3 separate regions of the Gossypium hirsutum genome follow, and all the other regions are linked to region 1. The links are chromatin contacts, called in public Hi-C maps. All regions are on one chromosome and are shown on one strand. The core of a region is the stretch at or near the end of the contact, and the rest is flanking DNA. Distances in the headings are between cores, read along the strand shown. Region 1 has its middle 27 kb from the start of LOC121206650. Region 2 has its middle 11 kb from the start of LOC107918217. Region 3 holds the start of LOC107918216.

Region 1 (3,339 bases), core at 123-2,622:
TACGCCATATGTGGTTTTTTTTTAATATTCAACTGCATACATGTCTTCGTTTGTTTTTTTTTTCCTTTTTGTTTAATTCTTTTCTATTATTCATTCAATATTTTTATATTAATTTATAATTATAGTTGTACTATATTTATCACAATTCATCCATCAAAAAAAAATTAAAATTTATGCATAGCAGATTGTAAAAGTAATTTTGAATGTACCGCAGAAAATTGTATTCTTAAAATCTAAGCAAAGTTTAAATAAGGTTTAAACGTTTTTAAATATATTCAATTTTGCTTTTTCAATAGGTTTTATTTCATGTTTGTTTCTTTTTTTTCTCAAGTGATCGCTAACTCAATTATCATATGTTTACTATTATTATTATTTAAACACATTAATATTCATTTAATGTTGTACTGCAAATAGATGAAAAATGCATTAAAAAGAGAGGATATTTTAATATATATACTCATGTTGATGTATTAAAACCCATTGATACAAGTAAATGCAATTTCAGAATAAAGTTATAGAGATGAGAAATTAAAAGTAGAAATGAGTGAGGAATTATATAAGTGGGAGATTTTGGCAGTGCCAACACCCACTTCACTACATATTTTTGGGAACTTCCAATCTCCATATGATGCGCCATGTTTTCTTTTCTTTTTAATCATAATAATAATTTCATCAACTAGCAAAGATCCCTTCTGGAATTTTACATTCATTATTTCCAACCTCCGATGCCTTTTGCTTTTGTTTTGCCACCCCTCCTCCGTAGGTAGCTAAAACTATATGCATCATTTTTGTTGGAGGTATGTATTTTATAATGGTATAGGTAGGCAAGTGTTTTTCCCAAAGTCACATGCAAGGACACGTGGGTGATTTTGGGGATAAATAAACAAAAACTGGAAACATATAGGGGCAGCCGGCCCTTTCTATTGCCCTGCATCAAAAGTAGTCCACTCCTTATATTGTATTGACATGCGTATAAATCTTGTTTATTATAATATTATACTGCATCAGTTTTAGATCTTTCAATATTATTTTAAAAATTGATCACGGGCAATTTCTGTGATCCAAGCCCTCAACCCGAGACGAGTGATGTATCCTTGTACCACTATTTTTCTTTTTTAGAATATGAACTACTACCATAAAATCACAATATCAATATATACTAAAAATCTGAAATTCATTCAAATCAATCATCCATGAACGATCGTACACTGTTGGCTTGGTGACCTCTAATATGAAATGCAGAGAGAGAGAGAGGTAGTGGTGTATGTAGGTAAAATGATGGGATGAGGATGGAGAGTGGGGAGCAGAGTGGACCACCCTTTGTTTAGTGAGACAGGTTCGAATCATGTTGAGGCGTGGCTTCCACTCTCCACCCAGCACCTCTGCGACTACACCGACGTACACTCTGCACCTGTTCAAACGGGCCCCTAACTTTCATGCTTCAACTCCGCTATAATTCACTCCACCCCACAATCTTGTTTAATTCATTTTCATATTCCTTATTTAAAATTTTATTTTTCAAACTCCAACATTAAATTAATTGATTTTCATTACTTATTTATTTATTGGTTTTAAGAGAAATTATTAGTTAAGCTCTTCTTACCACATCAGTCATGATCCTATCCAATGATTTTATTACAACATAAAATGTATGGGTGGCTGGTGGTAGCGGTTCCTGTAAAGGTGTAGAAAGCAATGAAAATGAGAGCAATTGACATCGTCTGTTTGACTTGGGAATCTTAAAGGAGATTGCGAGGAAGAGTTTTAGCAGGGTAAAATTGTTAGGGACCAGACAAGTGAGCAATCGAATGTGATGGATTTGATAAACATTAAGGGATCACTTTTGATATTATTACATCTTTTGATATGTTCATTGAGAGAATAAGTGAATGTCGTTAGCTCTAGCATACGACTTTCAATGTGGAAAAAAATGAGTGGAAGTTAGACCTTAAGGTGCCAACTTTAAAGTTGGTAACCTGTACACGGTAGCAAACACTTATTTTGCTATTATATATATATATATATACGAGAAAAAAAAAGGTTATTTCTAAAGTATTTAATATAGTCATATCAAATAAAAAATCATTAAATGTTAGCCATTTAAAATATGTTGTTCGTTATATATTTTTATATTTGTTAAGAAAAAATGGTTCAATTATCTTGAAGCCCTAAATAAATTAGGACAGAAGATCAACGACAAACAATTATTAAGCTAATGCAAGAATTGGTAACTATAGAAGGGACCTTAAGAGTAATTGTATTTTTAGCACATCATTATTGTGAATAAAATGATGCAAGAATTGATATGAAAAGGCTGTTTAGAGATTAGAGAAGATGAACAGAAATATAATTTGTTAAGATATAACATAGATTTAAGCGGGCAATATGAGAATGATTATAAATATTCAGAGTTGATAAAAAGCTTTGTGAAGAGATTAGCAACAGATGGAGGGCGGAAAACTACCATGCTTAGTACAGGTAACACTAAGCGCAGGCTTGATCCTAGGGGATGTTTGGAGGTGTAATTGCCTAGGGTTCAAGGTTGAAAAGAGTCTAAAACATTAGGCTCCGTTTATTTCACTAAAAATGACTTTCGGAAAATAATTTATTTTTTTGGAAAAGCTAATACTTTCTGATGTTTGGAGGAATCATATTTTCTGTTCTTCGGTAGATTTCTTAAAAATATTTCATAAAAGTTGTTTTCAATTAAATGAACATACATTTGAGATTTTCTTATATTTTCATTGTTTAATTGAGTTTATTTTTATCTATAATTTTATATTTTACATTGTTTTTGCATATATTAAAAATATTATGTTAAATTCAGATTCATTACAACTTCATTTTTTAATTCCACGACTACTAAGTGAGTATTTTTTATTTAAAAATGTGACATCATCAAAATTGACAAAAAAATTTAACGATGTCAATAATTGGACTTGATTTTCAAATTTGAAAAGTAAAGATACTAAGTTCTTGAAAATAAAAATACAAAGACTAAATTACAAATATGTAAAGTGTACATAGACTTATGACATATTTTAACTTTTATACTACAAAACATTTATTATTAATATATTTATAATTGTAATAAATATTTATTATTAAAATATTAATATTGAATATTTTCAATAATATGAGAATAATATTATTTAAAATTATTATTTTTAAAATTTATTATTAAAATAAAATTGAAATATTAAATAATTTATTAAAATAATAAATTATATTTATTATATTAATAATTTATTATATGACTAAATCTAAATAATTAAATATATATGTTTAATAATATTGAAAAATATAATATTTTAAATATTTTTTAAAATAAAAATAAAA
Region 2 (3,225 bases), core at 67-2,566, 130 kb after region 1:
AAATTCTTTTTAAAAGTATTTATATAGTTTTTTAAACTATTTTTACTCTTTTTATATAATTTATTTATATTATAAAAATATTATAAATTAATTATAAATTAAATAAAAATAAATTTAATTTTATATCACATTAGCTAAAATTTTCAAACCTAGTATTTAATACTTTTTCAACTTTTAAAATCAGAATTAATTTGCCAAAATTAAATAAATGTTTAATGGGGAGAAAGAAGGAATGAGATTTCATTGAATATGTCCCGTGCTAAAGTCAAAACTCTTCGTAGAAGTTGTTCAAAATTATGCATTTGTATGCTATATATATCAATTTTACAATTCAATCTTTTATAAAAAAAAAACTTAAAGTGTGATGAATTTACTATTAAAAATTTTAAATATTTTTTTCTCTGATTTCTGATCTTAGATACTAATCATCAGATCAACTTAAATCTAAGTTATATTTTTCTAGTCACCGATGGATACTGATCCTCCATATCGATCATTGAACCGTCACTCAAAGCTTGTTGCAAAACACAACAACTCAATTACTTAAATAAAAAAATTTTGAATAATTTGATAACCAAATTATAATTATTTAATTAAGTGACCAAAACAAAAACTTACACAGTAAATACACAATTTGTAAATTAAAAAAACTTAAAATAATTAATCAAGATAATTATTATACAACTAATTAAATTGTAATACAATCATCATCTAATAGTTTACTCAAAAACACACATCATGCAACGAGATTGACAGCTAAAGTTTTTATATCATGACACATATGTATATAAATATAAATTATTGATGTTAAGTTAGGTTTAAACAATTGGGTTACACAGATTAATTTATGTATAATTAAGATTAAGGAAAGCTGGGAAGATCGTGGAAGGCTACACCTATAAGTTGGCTAAGAAAATCGAATCCCTTAATAATTTATTTCTCAATATTAAGGTCTTACTCGCAGACGGCTTTTTACTATTTGGGTGCCGTTTTCTGTTTTGATTCTTACTTAAACACCAAACACAAAATTAGCTTCACCAAAGTTTTATTTCTTGGACGTCAGTTTTTTTGCCTGAAATCGAAAATATTTTTTAAATAAAAATTTTACCCAGTAAAATATAAAGTTAAAAGGAAAAGGCAATTTTGATTTTAATTATAAAAAATAATGGGAAAACAGGTGTCAGTGCAACTGACGTCGGCGAACCTCCTCCGGACAATGAAAGGAATTGAAGGGCCTCCAGCAAGGATGAACCCCACTCCAGGGTGGAATCTTAACACGTGTAAGGATCACATGGTAGGTGGGGCCCACCAAGCAGGAATAGTAGACCAAGTACTGATTCCCCCATCAACATGTTGTTTTCACACGTGTAAGAACCACGTTGTGCCATGCTATTGTCAGTGTTCTGTTCAAAGACCCCTCCCCTTTATTTTTTTCCTCTGTAAAACTACAGTATTCAGATTTCAGAGCTAAGCCAAGTAAATTTTCTTCTTTTTTTTATTTAGAAAAAAGAAAAGAAAAATAGTGCCCTCTATCTATCTTTAGAATTACAACTTTACAAGCCAAAAGGACCGTTACTAACACGACGGAGATTGATACATCTCATTTAACGGCGTTACGGATGGAGTGCGAGGCCGTCTGACGCTGACGGCGGGGCCGTTTTTGTCGAGTAGTCTCCCTCATGTGGGCCACCCATAACTGACATTTGATTATTCATGTCAACCTATTCGTCGGTCCACGCCGTTATTATATTTTCTTTTTTTGTTGAAGGAAGATTTCTTTTTAACTAGTATTTTTTTTTTACCATTTTATATGTAATTTATCTATTTAACTTAACAATTTGCTTATATAAATAAAATATTTTTGGTAAATTATTAGAGGAAAATAAAATTTTAATAACAACGTGATTAGAAAAACTAATTTAGATTATATTTAGTATGATGAATATTCTAACTATCATGTTAACATACGACGTTTGATAAATTTTTTTAATTATATAAGAAAAACTAAAATGTTATATGAGGGATTAAAACTCCTAAGATACAAAACGGTGTTCAACATTTTAATTTTATCTTCTTACAAGTACATTTCGATTGGGGGATGATTTATGTATTGATATAATGAAAGGCAAATAAAATGGTATTTAGTATTAATAATTTGGTTAAACAAGTTGGCAGCATATCCCCCGCGATGCGGCCATCATGCATGAACCAACCAAAACGTGTGTTTTTATTTCCTGAAAAAAATATTAATATTTTAAAAAAGTAGGAAGGGAGGGCAGCCGCATAATTACTCCATCGGATCTGTTTGAAAGTAACTTGGGGGATTTGGATAAATAAGAAAGGCGGTCAACTGAATTAACCATTGAACAAAAGAAAAACAAAGAACAAAAAAATCAAGTCTTAAGGCACAAGTTGTGCATGATCAGCTGAGGCAGTGCTAATCCTGAATTTTGTTGACCAACTATTTCCACAGTAGTTTGCTACAATATTGTACTACTAACACACAGAATGCAAGAATAGAAACACATGTTCCTTCTTCCTGCTTAAGGTTGTTCATAATAAGGTTGCTGTTCCCTTTTTCTTTTCTTTTTTCTTAATTATAAGAATACCATGGAAAAGTTAGAATTCCGTTCGGAATTAAATTATAAATATTTATAAGAATTAAAATATAATTTTATTGTTACATTAGTTAATATCTTTATAATTTATTGTTGTATTGCCCTAATTTAATTGAAATTCTTATTGTTGCAACAATAAAGAAGATGTGGGTTTGAGTATACTTAAATATATATTCTTCTATTTTAGGGTTAAAGGATTTATATGTAGTATAGGAATGGTATTAAAAAAAACTTAAAAGATATCAAATTTGGTTCAAAAAAAATTTTAAGTTTGTTATTTATTTAGACTCGATTCACTTCGAATTAAATGAAATGCATATATAATTACTAAATAATAAAAATAACATATTTAAAAAAAATAGTTGGTCTAAATCAACTTAGGTGCTAATGAGGCATTGACACTATTGGCAGAGGTTGAGGCTTCAAACCTTGAAAGCTCATGTTCAAGTCCCACCATCTACATTTGTAATGTGTGGGTATCTCTCCACCATGCAATTTTGCCTTATGTGGGTTTTATTCTAATCTTGGCCCGTTGTGTACTGTATTGGTTGATTCTACATATCATTTTAGCTGGTTAGATATAATTTGTATCATGTTCTGTGCTTCT
Region 3 (3,249 bases), core at 214-2,713, 190 kb after region 1:
TGAGAAATAAGGTGAAAAACATAAGCAATACTCTACCATGGCCATCAATGATAATAGACTAACTTCCAAGGCTTTATTTATAAGTAAAGCTAACCCAAGAAATAAAGGATCATAAAGGGTTGGGAATTGTTTAATTAATGGGAGGAAATCTTGAGATTGAGGGATTTATTAAACCATGCCTTCCAATTCCCACTTGCCTTCCTATTAATTGATTCAGCTGCCTTCCCGTCGTCTTTCACTTTCTCAGTCCTTGGCTTCTTGCACAGCATGAAATTCCTTGCCCCTTGTGATCCAATTGTCTCCCATGGACTTAGTGCTGCAATGAAAAAACATACCAAACACCCAAAATCATGAATACTACTAATTTTTCCCAAATAAAACACCATTTAACATCAAATAAGCAAATCCTGGAAATTTTTTAATCTTTAAAGATTGAAATGAAAACCGACATACCATCTGATCCAGCACTGGGGCAATAAAGGAGGAAATCATTAAGATTGGATCCGAGAACGGGAAGCCGACCCTCACGAGCGTAGGATTTCAAAGCAGTATCAATGACGGCAGCAACGAGCTCTTCCTCGTTAACAACAAAACGGATCGGCCCAGCACTTCCGAGAACAGTGACGCTAATCAGGAGCCTGTTGCCCTTGGGACCCTGGTTCTTCTTCTGCTTGTAAAGCAACATTCTTTCAAATTTTTTTTGTTCAAAATTCAAAATGAAAAGGAATCAAAACCAAAAACAGATGAATGAACAATTCACCAACAACCGCGAAAAGAGAAACAATGGGTTTGTTTTGTTATTTTGTGGGGCGTATAACAAAAAAAAAACAAATCTGGGTTATTGGTGGAAAGGAATAGAGGTATTGAGGTGGGGTTGTTTATGGGTCAAGGCCAAGGCAGCGGTAGTACCAGCCTTCTTTGCAAGAACCGAATGCGAAAGCAGAAGCAGCAGAAAGAGGAAGGAGAGTGCTCGCCCTCGATTTGCAAGGGGAGAGCATCAATATACTACAGCTCCAAATTGTTTCCACCATTCACAAAAATACCAAAAGATCAATGGTTTGATTCCAACAAAAAGGGGAAAAGAGCCAGAAAAAAGAAGTTCTGGGACGCAGATTTCGACGAAAAAAGGAGAGGAATTTTAGTGATTGTAGGTAGAAGGTGTGGGAAGCGTTTGGGGGTATTTAATAGAGGAACAAAACAAGGAAAAGGATTAGAGTAATTCAGGTTGAGGTGGTATATTAGCCTTATAGAGGGGAGGCAGGAAAAGGGTTTCTTTCTTTCTCTTCTGCCGTAGGGTTGCAATGTATATATATACGGAAGTTGTTGTTTCCGTGTAGAGTTAGCATTTGGGCATATTTACGCGTTCATCCCTCCTTGTCCACCAAGCCACCTATTCATTCGCGACCGCCATATTCCCCTCCTCTTTCTTTCTACAACAATAATATTCAATTTGTTTTATTTTTATAAATAAAGTTTCTTTGAAGATTTTTCCATTAGTCATATATGTCAATTTGTTTTATTTGCCTTTTTAGGTATTTTTTCTAACTTAAGGAAATAGGTCGTTCTTTAAAAGAGAAAGGGAAAACACGCTTAGTTAAATGTGTTTTCTTATTAATTATATAAAAAACTCGTTCGTCAAAAGTCAATTCTAACGATTTTTTAAACGTTGGCTGGCAATGGTAAAAAGATTTAAAGTGCTCCAACGGTCATTTTTTTCTACAAATACTATACAATTTTAATTTTTTTCACTCAAATCTAACTCTCTCAATTCTTTCAACTTTATTAGGGCTAGTTTAGCAATACTTTTGAAAAATGTTATGGAAAAGTACTTTTGAAAAGTTTAGTTTAAATTTTGAGTATTTAGCATTACTGTCAAAAAATACTTTTGAGAAATAAAATGTCCATTTTAGACATGTTATTATCAAGTAACAAATATGTATTTAAATAATGTTTAAATTAATTTAACATTATTATATTTTTGTAAGAATATAAAATTTATTATAATTTGCTGTTAATATTTTAATATATGAAATATAAATTTTAAATATTTTTAAGCAATAAATATTAATTATTTATAAAATTTAATTAAATATATAAATTATATTTTGAATATTTAAGTATAATCATTAAATATTTGTAATTAATATTTTAAAAAATATTTTTTATTTTTAATTAATGATTTTAACACATTTGTAATTAAGCACTAAGAAGGAAAAAAAGGGAAAGTACTATGTTATTAGAGGGGTGAAAAAGTATTTAAGCACCAAAATTGCTTTTGGGAAAGGAAAAGCTAAAAATTTTAACTTCTCCTGAAAAGCCAAAAAATTCAGTCAAAAACAGTTTGTTTAGCACAACTTTTCTACAAAAGTGCTTTTAGAGCTAGAAGTGCTTTTTTTAAGCACTACTAAACAGGCTCTTAATTCTCTCAATTTTCTCAAGTTTTGTTCTAAATTTTCCGATACGCTTGTTTAAAAATATTATTTTTTAATGATTTCATATTTTATTCATTTGATTAAATTTTCAAGAATGACAACATTTCTGATTCGTTTCGAAGAAAAGTACATTTTCGTCGCTCAAGCAATAATGGTAAGACGAAATTTTAAATTTTTTTATTTTCAATTAAGTTAAATTTAAAGTTTCTTATTTTTTAAAATATTTTAAAATATTTTTTTGTCGATATAAATAGGCGAATGATCGTGTTTTGGAGGGGTTTATACACAATTTGTCAAAAGGACCAATCACCAAAATTTATGGTTACTTGCAAAACACGAGATTCTTGCATGCATCTCGTATGCTCAGGGGCTGCAAACTTGATCCTACGCTCATCAGCGCGTTGGTGGAAAGATGGAGGCTCAAGACACACGCTTTCCATCTTTTATGCGGCGAGTGTACAATCACACTCGAGGACATAGCTTTGTAACTCGATTTATCGGTGGATAGGTCAATCATCACGAGGTCAGCGATCATTCCCGTTAAAGAGGACCTTTGTGAGGCATTTTTGGGGAAGGTCCTAAACAAGTTTCAAGGTGGCTGAATATAGATGAATTGGTCAGAAACCAATTTCAAAGAGCTTCCTCCAAACGCGACCAACATCGTCAAAGAACAATGTGCCCAAGCATTCATCCTAAGGTTAATGGGGGGCATTTTAATGCCCGATAAATCTCAAATTTTGGTACGCATAAGGTGGCTACTACACCTAGCCGACTTCAAAGAATGCACACAACTGAGTTGGTCACTTACCCTTGCAAA

Evidence for each region. A called contact is a pair of places that touch in the nucleus more often than the background predicts.
Region 2: a Hi-C map of hypocotyl shows a contact between it and region 1, with 4 times the contacts expected there. The contact joins two enhancer-like sites. A contact is called at or near these places in 4 of 34 Hi-C or Micro-C datasets (callus, hypocotyl and leaf).
Region 3: a Hi-C map of leaf shows a contact between it and region 1, with 3 times the contacts expected there. The contact joins the promoter of LOC107918216 here to the enhancer-like site in region 1. A contact is called at or near these places in 15 of 34 Hi-C or Micro-C datasets (anther, callus, fibers and 3 more).

What each region holds. Positions count from the first base shown.
Region 1 is chrA01:90,065,609-90,068,947 of Gossypium_hirsutum_v2.1, reverse strand. No RefSeq gene overlaps it. Among protein-coding and RNA genes, the nearest start is that of LOC121206650, 27 kb to the left of the region's middle. Within about 2 kb of position 1,372, at least 3 of the 9 cell types and tissues checked have an H3K27ac peak or open chromatin away from gene starts, as enhancers often do. A contact at or near this core is called in hypocotyl and leaf, where this site is marked.
Region 2 is chrA01:89,937,047-89,940,271 of Gossypium_hirsutum_v2.1, reverse strand. No RefSeq gene overlaps it. Among protein-coding and RNA genes, the nearest start is that of LOC107918217, 11 kb to the right of the region's middle. Within about 2 kb of position 1,316, at least 4 of the 9 cell types and tissues checked have an H3K27ac peak or open chromatin away from gene starts, as enhancers often do. A contact at or near this core is called in hypocotyl and leaf, where this site is marked.
Region 3 is chrA01:89,872,328-89,875,576 of Gossypium_hirsutum_v2.1, reverse strand. It overlaps LOC107918216, which reads right to left and starts at 1,463. Exons shown (of 2, transcript XM_016847756.2): 1 at 454-1,463; 2 at 1-316. The coding sequence starts at 685. The coding sequence ends at 135.